Linked DNA regions of Mus musculus: regions 2 and 3 are each linked to region 1. Evidence: chromatin contacts called from public Hi-C and promoter capture Hi-C data. All regions are on one chromosome and are shown on one strand. Each heading gives the region's core, a stretch centred on a gene start, on an enhancer-like site or on the middle of the called end of the contact. The rest is flanking DNA. Distances are from core to core; before and after follow the strand shown.

Region 1 (2,513 bases), core at 6-2,505:
GACCACTGCTTCGACCTATGCGCACATAAACTCTCCCCCCACCCCCGGTCTTGATACTTCTTTGTTATTGCTGTAGTAGCTTCATAGCATTCTTAGTGATAAGACATCAAATGATCTTTGCTTTAGGCTTCTTCCCACTGAAAGAGTCTTCGCTAAAACATTAACTTACTGCTTAAATACCTGAGTGCAGACATTAAGTCTAATTCTTTTTTTTTTCTTTTAATTTTCACCTAGTCAAAATATATTTTGTAAAGAATAGTGTTTTATTCTTGAACAAACTCTTATATAGATGGAAAGATAAATGTTTAATAAAATAAGTCTTGAAATTTATGAAGTAGATATGTTTCTACACTGTTAAAAAATAATGTAAGTTCCAGAAGGATTGCTTGTTGTGGAAAAGTGTATACTGTCAATCTGATGGCTTCAGTTTGATCTCTGGAACCCACATACTGGAAGGAGAGAATCAATTGTCACAGCTTGTCCTCTGACCTCCAAATATGCCCCGGCACATGCACTCATGCCCCTTACTGTGCACATAGTACATCAACAAACAAACAAACACAATAAAAATATTTTAAAAGAATATATCCATATTACCAAATCTAAAACTGGGAAGAAAGCTATATGTTCTATGCAAACACAGCAAAGAATTGCACAATAATATGATCAACATAAACAGAAAGATGAAGATGTTTGCACTACAGCTAAGAGTTAGAAGGAGACAACAGGGTCCAGACAAATGTCAAAGAAAAGACAACGATAAAAGGTAAACCATCATATCACTGAATGTAAACACTGAGAAGTTTTAAATAAACAGTGTCCCAGCATTGTCTGTGACAGTTACCTGTACTTGTATGAATGTCATGCTGTTAATCACAACAGCAATATAACAATCAAGCACACAGTGACCATGTAAATGGTTTAATAAGTAGTTAAATGGTGTGTATTCATAACACTAGTAGGGTCATTCATATGTGCTGTTCATAAATAGAAGAATCGCAAATGCTGAAACCCCACTCCATTGTGGGAAATGTCTGTTCCCATGACTTCACAGCCTGCATGTATCAAAACACTGTTTTATCACAATGCGGCTTTTAATAGCTGGAAATATGACTACCAAGTAGGAATGTCACAAAAACATGATCTCCTCTCAGCATAAAAGATGGCTTTTCATAAGAGTGCTTCAGACACAGCACACATATTAAATGGAAGAATGACAATGCTTCCCAGCACACCGTCCTCCTGCCTACATTTATCACTGTTCACTTTGATTTCCTGTTCCTCTCTGCAGCCTCTCTGAAGCTATTTGTGAGATAACCATATCACACACTTCCTGATTTCCAAAGCTTAGCATGAAAATGTCTGCATTCTCAGATCTGTGTCCCTAGCTTTCTATTATTGCTAAGGTCCATTCCCATTTACAAGCTGTTGGCCGTTTTCCCTGAGTCTCACAAATAAAGACTCACAATATGCAACCCTGTTCGTTTTCTCTTGTGAGAACCTTTGTGTCTGTTGATTAAGGGTTAACTGTAAGAGTAGTCCTAGAAGGGGCTTTTTGTAATTAATTCTCCACGTAAGATTAGAAATGAGTCTTTTGACAATTAATCTGAAGTATGACTTATTATATTTATCTTTATTATATAATTGCTATTGTTTCTTATTAGCAATAAATCCAAGGAGCTACTACATGCTCTTCACTGGCCCTCTCACTTAAAGCCTGAGCAATAAAAAAAGCACATGCCCATGTTGTCATTTACAAATGAAATTGAAATAAAAACAAGTTGCCCAAATTCAGGGGTGGATTTTGGCATTGTAGGAAATAACCGTTCTTTTCCCCCATTCCTTGCAAGATCCTTAGAAAATGACATTTATGCCAAAATATGAATTATTTTGATTAGACTGAAGAGGTGGTCCTGGATTTTTGTACTGTGCAGTATTTAAAAACAGACTCTTTGACATCTTCCACCAAAGAAATGACATATCTGCTCTTTTCAACCATGCAATTAAGCCTTAATAGTCAAAATAATAATAATAATAATTATTATTATTATTATTATTATTATTATTATTATTATTATAGAAAATAAAATAGGTAATGAATTTTAAAAAGAGTAAGAGGGGCATGGGAGAAGCTGGAAGAAAGAAACAGGAAGTAAATTGTAGTTACATTTTCATTAAGGTAAAAATGTACTAAGAAAAAGGAAATTTGAAAGAATGTCACCTCTTCCTAATTCTCTTAAGGGGCTTGCTCTGAAGGAGACATATAGTGAAAGATGAAATTTGACTACCCTAAGATTTCATTAAGAAGAGGCCACAGCAAGAAGCTGTGGTCAGAAGACCCAGTTGACCTCCCAGCTAAGAGCAAGTAACAGTTGCCAGACATAGCTTTGAGCATACTTTATTTAAGAAAAACCCTTGTTAACTGTGTGCTATCGACCATGGCAGCTGTGAACACATTAAAAATGCCTTCCAAGAAGTTCTCTCATTCTTAGCTCTCAAGGTGTTGGGTAGTA
Region 2 (2,513 bases), core at 9-2,508, 120 kb after region 1:
TTTTGAATTTACTCTCATATGAAAGTTTTCTTTACAAAATGATAAAAAGATACTTAGTTTGGAATAAGTCATCAAGAAAAATACAGACATGATTGTGTCTAAAAGTATGCAGTCAAGAATTATGGATGTCTAGAGTGAAATAGGAAACTATGAGACTTTAGAGCAGGTGGTGAAGATGCCTGGCACCAGAAGTTTTCTTTGGGTGATGTATAGGATGGAAGAGAAGAGAGAGAGCTGCTCAGATAGCTACAAAACAACAGCAACCATCCACATATGACTGCTCAATGGTAGCTGAATGGATCTATGACTGTTACTAATTGAAAATAAAACATACTTCAAAAAGAACTGAGAGAAACAGTGGTCTTTATCCTCTGTGGTCAAAGCCTGAAGGAAGGATCCACATGTGAGTGTTAAATCGGGAGGGAGCCTTGCAGAAACAACTTTCTGATTTGTGCCTCTAGGTCTATCCTTGAGACTATATCTCTGGGAAAAAAACCCAATCTGTAAATTAATTTATGTTTTGTAAATGAAGTAGATGGTTCTTTTTTATCTCAGCTATGGAATCTATGATTCTACAAGATAGCATGTTGGGAGGATACCCAGACTGAAATGGCCTGCAGAGTGGCTAAGGAAAATAGAGAATTAGACAATTGTATAACAGTGTATATATTTGGACATTGAATATGGGTTGTGAATTGTACTAAGTATTTCTCTGTTTTATCTTACTTAGTTCTAGTAGAAAAGCAATTTAAAAAGAGGCACAGGACATAGAAATCCTTGTCAATGGAGACATAAAGGTGTCCACTGAGTAAGTAGCACATCAATGGAGAAAGTAGGCACCTGAGAGCTTTCTGGAATGTGAAAGACTCCAAATGAGTCTGGTTCCAGTGGCCCAAAGTTCACTTTTCTATACACTCAATGCTAATTGCTTGTTTATTTAATGCCCAGAGGCCCCTGTGAAAAAGAAAGACAGCAACATCTGCCTTACTCTACTATCAGGGTAATGAATCTTTGTTCCTCCTGCTGACCTCAAACCATTGAGCTCCTGTTCACTGCCTCTCTAGTACACATTGTCCACATTCAATGCATTACATTTCACCTCTCTTGACCAGAAGAGAAGTAATGAACAGTTCTTTAGGTGACAGCTGTGCCCGAACTTAGATGAATGGCAGCAGATTAATTTACACTATCTTTCTCAGCCACAGGAGCTAGAAGCCTCTGTGCCCCGAAGATGCAGCTTCTCGGTAAGCTTCGTGGTTTGCAGGTTTCCTGCTACTCCCACACCGCTTCCCTCACCAGTATCTGCCTTGTCTTTCCTACAGTGGGGGCCCCTGACTTTCCTCTCCCTTTGTTCTTTTATTTATAGTTCTAAGGTTTATCAGCATCAACACCATTGCATTTTATTGGCCTGGTTTGGAGGATGAACCTAGGCCTCATAAAATATACATTTAACTTGCTTGATAGCAAAACACATCCACCCATTTATAGGAAAATTAAGAGGTATAACTCACTGGGAATGAATAAAAAAAGACATTATTATTCAACTGGGTAATCAAATATTGACCGAATTTTTTAAGTTGTGGAAATTTATGGTGAAATCTTATTTAGTCCTTGTAGAAAATAGACTTGCTCTTTGTACTTGTAGATTATTACAATCAAAATGCACACAACAGCATTTACTTGCTTAGGGATAAAAAGCAATATCATTCTGAGTTTATGAAACTGGGACTTGATTCTTAATTATTTGTTTTCTAAGACAACCCCATTTAAATATCTTTTTCTGTCAATCTTAGATATGAATCATAAAATTTGAAGTTGATGATAATTAAAGAACATGTGATTGTGCTTGAAGGTAATAATCTTTTCATTCTGGTTTCATAAAGTCTGCCAGAGAGCCACAGGCAAACAAAAGCTTAGTCTCTGGGCTTTCTAAATGAGGAATAGATATAATTACAATCTATTTGTTTACTCAATTGGTTGTCAATGTGATTCAGCAGGTATAACTCAGACAGGCTGGAATGGCTGCCTTTATAGCTTGGCTTTGCAACTGCACATTTGGTCAGAGAAAGGGTTCCTGTGGGAGTAACACTCATAACACTGAGGTAATACAAGATGGAATGATGAAAGAAAAAAATATTAGGCAATCAACACTAGCAATCATGTTCCAGCCATGATTCTAAGAATACTGATTACACTGAACAAGGTAAGTGAAGTCCAAGTTCCACATCAGCCAGATTGGATGCCTGTCACATATACACATTCAGTATAAAGATGCAGTACACTGTTCTGAAGAAAATAAAAATCAATCCCTGTTATCAGGGAAAGTAGATGAGAGAAGGAGGTGACAGTAATTAAATCAGTATACAATTGCACACACACACACACACACACACACACACACACACACACACACACACACACAGAGGTACACATAAACTGTAACTGAATTAGGCAATGGGAAGAGAGGCAAATGCTACCAAAGTGTTCTAAAAGGCAAGGCATTAGACAGAAAT
Region 3 (2,513 bases), core at 11-2,510, 68 kb after region 1:
AAATGAAACCCATTCGAGAAGCATACTCCTATAAGGTTATATTACTTGCAGATTTCTCATGCACCAGGCTGCAGATCCTATAAGGGAAGGGACGAATTAAAAGGGTCACCATGGAGAACTGGAATGGTGCAGATGAAACGTCAAAATTACCCTGTGGTATCTTTAGTTCCCACGATAGCCACTTATTGCCCTTCTCTGTGTTTTGTTTAACACCCTCCAGACTCTTGACTAAAACTTTTAGAATATATCCACTTAGCAGATAGGTAGCTTAAATAGCATCACAGTCCTGTAGCAGTGGTTTCCCAGATTTGTTGCAAGACATTTATGGACTGCCCTCAGCAAAGTGTCTAGCAAATACATTGATCCATGCCTTTGTTTATTAAATCTTTTCTCCAGTGAAACGGTTCTTTCACAGTAATCTGAATTTTTGTTTCTGAATCACAGTCCCTCAAAACTATCACTTTTTCTCTTGAATTCAAGAGGTGTGTTGTCAGTTGACACTGTGAATAAGTCAAGATGACCTGTTGAGAAAATAAAGCAAAAATCTGATAACCTGTGAACGCCTGGTCTAGGCACACTCCTGCTAGTTCTGTGGATTCTGAGGCTCTTGCTTATAAAGATACACTCACATGCTGGCTTCCATTCAAAGGGAATTTAATAGCCAATATAGAATAGAATCCACAATAGTATAGTACTTTATTATTACATATGCTGCCTTTGTCATTAATATACCTTGTGGAATATGAAAATATACTCACATCCTACATGTGATTTGCCAAGACAATCATAGCCTATCATGTTCTTGTGTTTGTGATAGGTAAGTCAAAGCTTTAGCATAATAAGATTGATATCCCCACACAATCTGTAATATATAAGAAAAAGGGAGAGGCACATGAAGAAGAAGGTGGCAACAAGACTTAGTTAGACAACATTGTAAAGGTCATGAGTACACGGGCATGTGCACCTACTGGGCATGAGTGTACTTCTTTATAATCAAAGGGCATCAGAAGGGAAAGGAGTCGTCCAAAGATGCTCCCTGAGCTATCTATCCTGGGTCTGCTTCTTTTTCTGTGCTTCTACAAGACTACAGTAGTTGTGAGAATTGTGACCAGGCTCCACACATCAGCCCTGTTTCTCTTATAGCTGTGCTTCTGCAAGCTGTAAATAAGATATTCCAATAGCCAAATTCCTCCTCGTCATCATCATGCCACAGCAAACTGCCTACTTCCCTTTCTGTTGTGGTTACATGACCATGAAAGGAAAAGAGAAACTGTTCTCTACTCTCTTCCCAGTAGAGTCCAGCAACCCTGGTCAACCTAAGCAGTAGGCCTCTCAGTTTCTGGCATGTGAAATTCAGTGTAAATGGCCCTTCTGCTAAGTGATTTCATACTTTTCACAAGTTCAAGAGATTTATAAAAGAACTGAATAAGAGAGGGGATGAATCTAAACAAATCTGGGAGAAAGAATCGAAGCATCTTGTCCAACCCAAAATTATTAGTCTATAGTATTCATGCTGACACAGGGCCCCTTTATCTCATCTCACTGCTGCTCTCTGTAGATAAAAGCCACAGGCATCTTATGAATCATAGTAGAGTACACAGCCTTTGTCATTAACATACCTTGTGGAATATGGAAATGTACTGTAATATCCTACAAGTGATTTTGCCAAGAAAATCAGAGCCTATCATTTTCTTCTGTTTATGGCAAGTAAGTCAGAATATTAGCATGACCTCTAGGGCAGGAAGTCCTAAGGTCCAATGAAATAACAATAAATGAATATCTCTCTCTCTCTCTCTCTCTCTCTCTCTCTCTCTCTCTCTCTCTCTCTCACACACACACACACACACACACACACACACACACACACACACACCATAACAAAACAGGATAGCCTCAATTTTTCCAAAACTCAAAAACTATTGGCATGTTACTATTCTCAAATTTGATGGTCTTAAGCTTTATGAAAAGTGAGTGATTGAGGATAGAGAGATGGATCTTCTGGATGGCTCAAAACTACTTCTGTATTCTACAGACACTGTCATCCATATGTGCGTGCACATGCACACACACACACACACACACACACACAAACAAACAATCTTAAAAACAGAAGTGGGTATATTGCAAGGAACATCATGCTCCCCTAGAACGCAATGTCTCCCTGGAAGATTTTTAATTTTTATGTAACTGACCATGTGGTGAATAATAAGTATAAATATATCAAAGGAGATAGTTTGTCAGTTTACTGTCAATATGACAAAATGGCTAAGATAATAAAGTTATAAGAGATGAGGTTCATTTGGCTTGCAATTTCAGAGGTTCGATCCCATGCCCTGTCACAATGAGTCTCTAAAGAGTGGGGACTAGGTGGCAATGTAAAATTGCTTTCTTGATGGCCAGCAGGCAATGGATAGAGTAAGAGGGGAGGCCAAGTGCTCCTTTTCCTTTGAAAGCCACCTACTCAAACACCCATGGGCCTCCAACTAGTACCTACTTTCTAAAGGTTCTACCAC

Evidence for each region. Promoter capture Hi-C pulls out the DNA fragments that hold promoters and counts their contacts. Hi-C and Micro-C count contacts between places; a contact is called where the count stands out from the background.
Region 2: a contact with region 1 is called in a promoter capture Hi-C map of the HPC-7 cell line, with 10 times the contacts expected there. The contact joins two enhancer-like sites. A contact is called at or near these places in 10 of 39 promoter capture datasets (3T3-L1-derived adipocytes, the C10 cell line, the HPC-7 cell line and 6 more) and 1 of 484 Hi-C or Micro-C datasets (the HPC-7 cell line).
Region 3: a Hi-C map of the HPC-7 cell line shows a contact between it and region 1, with 2.5 times the contacts expected there. The contact joins two enhancer-like sites. A contact is called at or near these places in 5 of 39 promoter capture datasets (the C10 cell line, the HPC-7 cell line, embryonic stem cells and 2 more), 5 of 484 Hi-C or Micro-C datasets (the HPC-7 cell line, brain, cerebral cortex and 1 more) and 4 of 115 datasets of contacts at active chromatin or transcription factors (embryonic hindbrain, embryonic stem cells and forebrain).

The regions. Positions count from the first base shown.
Region 1 is chr6:103,592,838-103,595,350 of GRCm38.p6, reverse strand. All of the region lies in intron 2 of Chl1 (cell adhesion molecule L1-like), which reads right to left. Among named protein-coding and RNA genes, the nearest start is that of Gm24784, 5.4 kb to the right of the region's middle. Within about 2 kb of position 1,255, at least 1 of the 459 cell types and tissues checked has an H3K27ac peak or open chromatin away from gene starts, as enhancers often do. A contact at or near this core is called in the HPC-7 cell line, where this site is marked.
Region 2 is chr6:103,472,241-103,474,753 of GRCm38.p6, reverse strand. No RefSeq gene overlaps it. Among named protein-coding and RNA genes, the nearest start is that of Chl1, 37 kb to the left of the region's middle. Within about 2 kb of position 1,258, at least 33 of the 459 cell types and tissues checked have an H3K27ac peak or open chromatin away from gene starts, as enhancers often do. A contact at or near this core is called in the HPC-7 cell line, where this site is marked.
Region 3 is chr6:103,524,553-103,527,065 of GRCm38.p6, reverse strand. The region is part of intron 1 of Chl1 (cell adhesion molecule L1-like); the gene reads right to left. Among named protein-coding and RNA genes, the nearest start is that of Chl1, 15 kb to the right of the region's middle. Within about 2 kb of position 1,260, at least 41 of the 459 cell types and tissues checked have an H3K27ac peak or open chromatin away from gene starts, as enhancers often do. A contact at or near this core is called in the HPC-7 cell line, where this site is marked.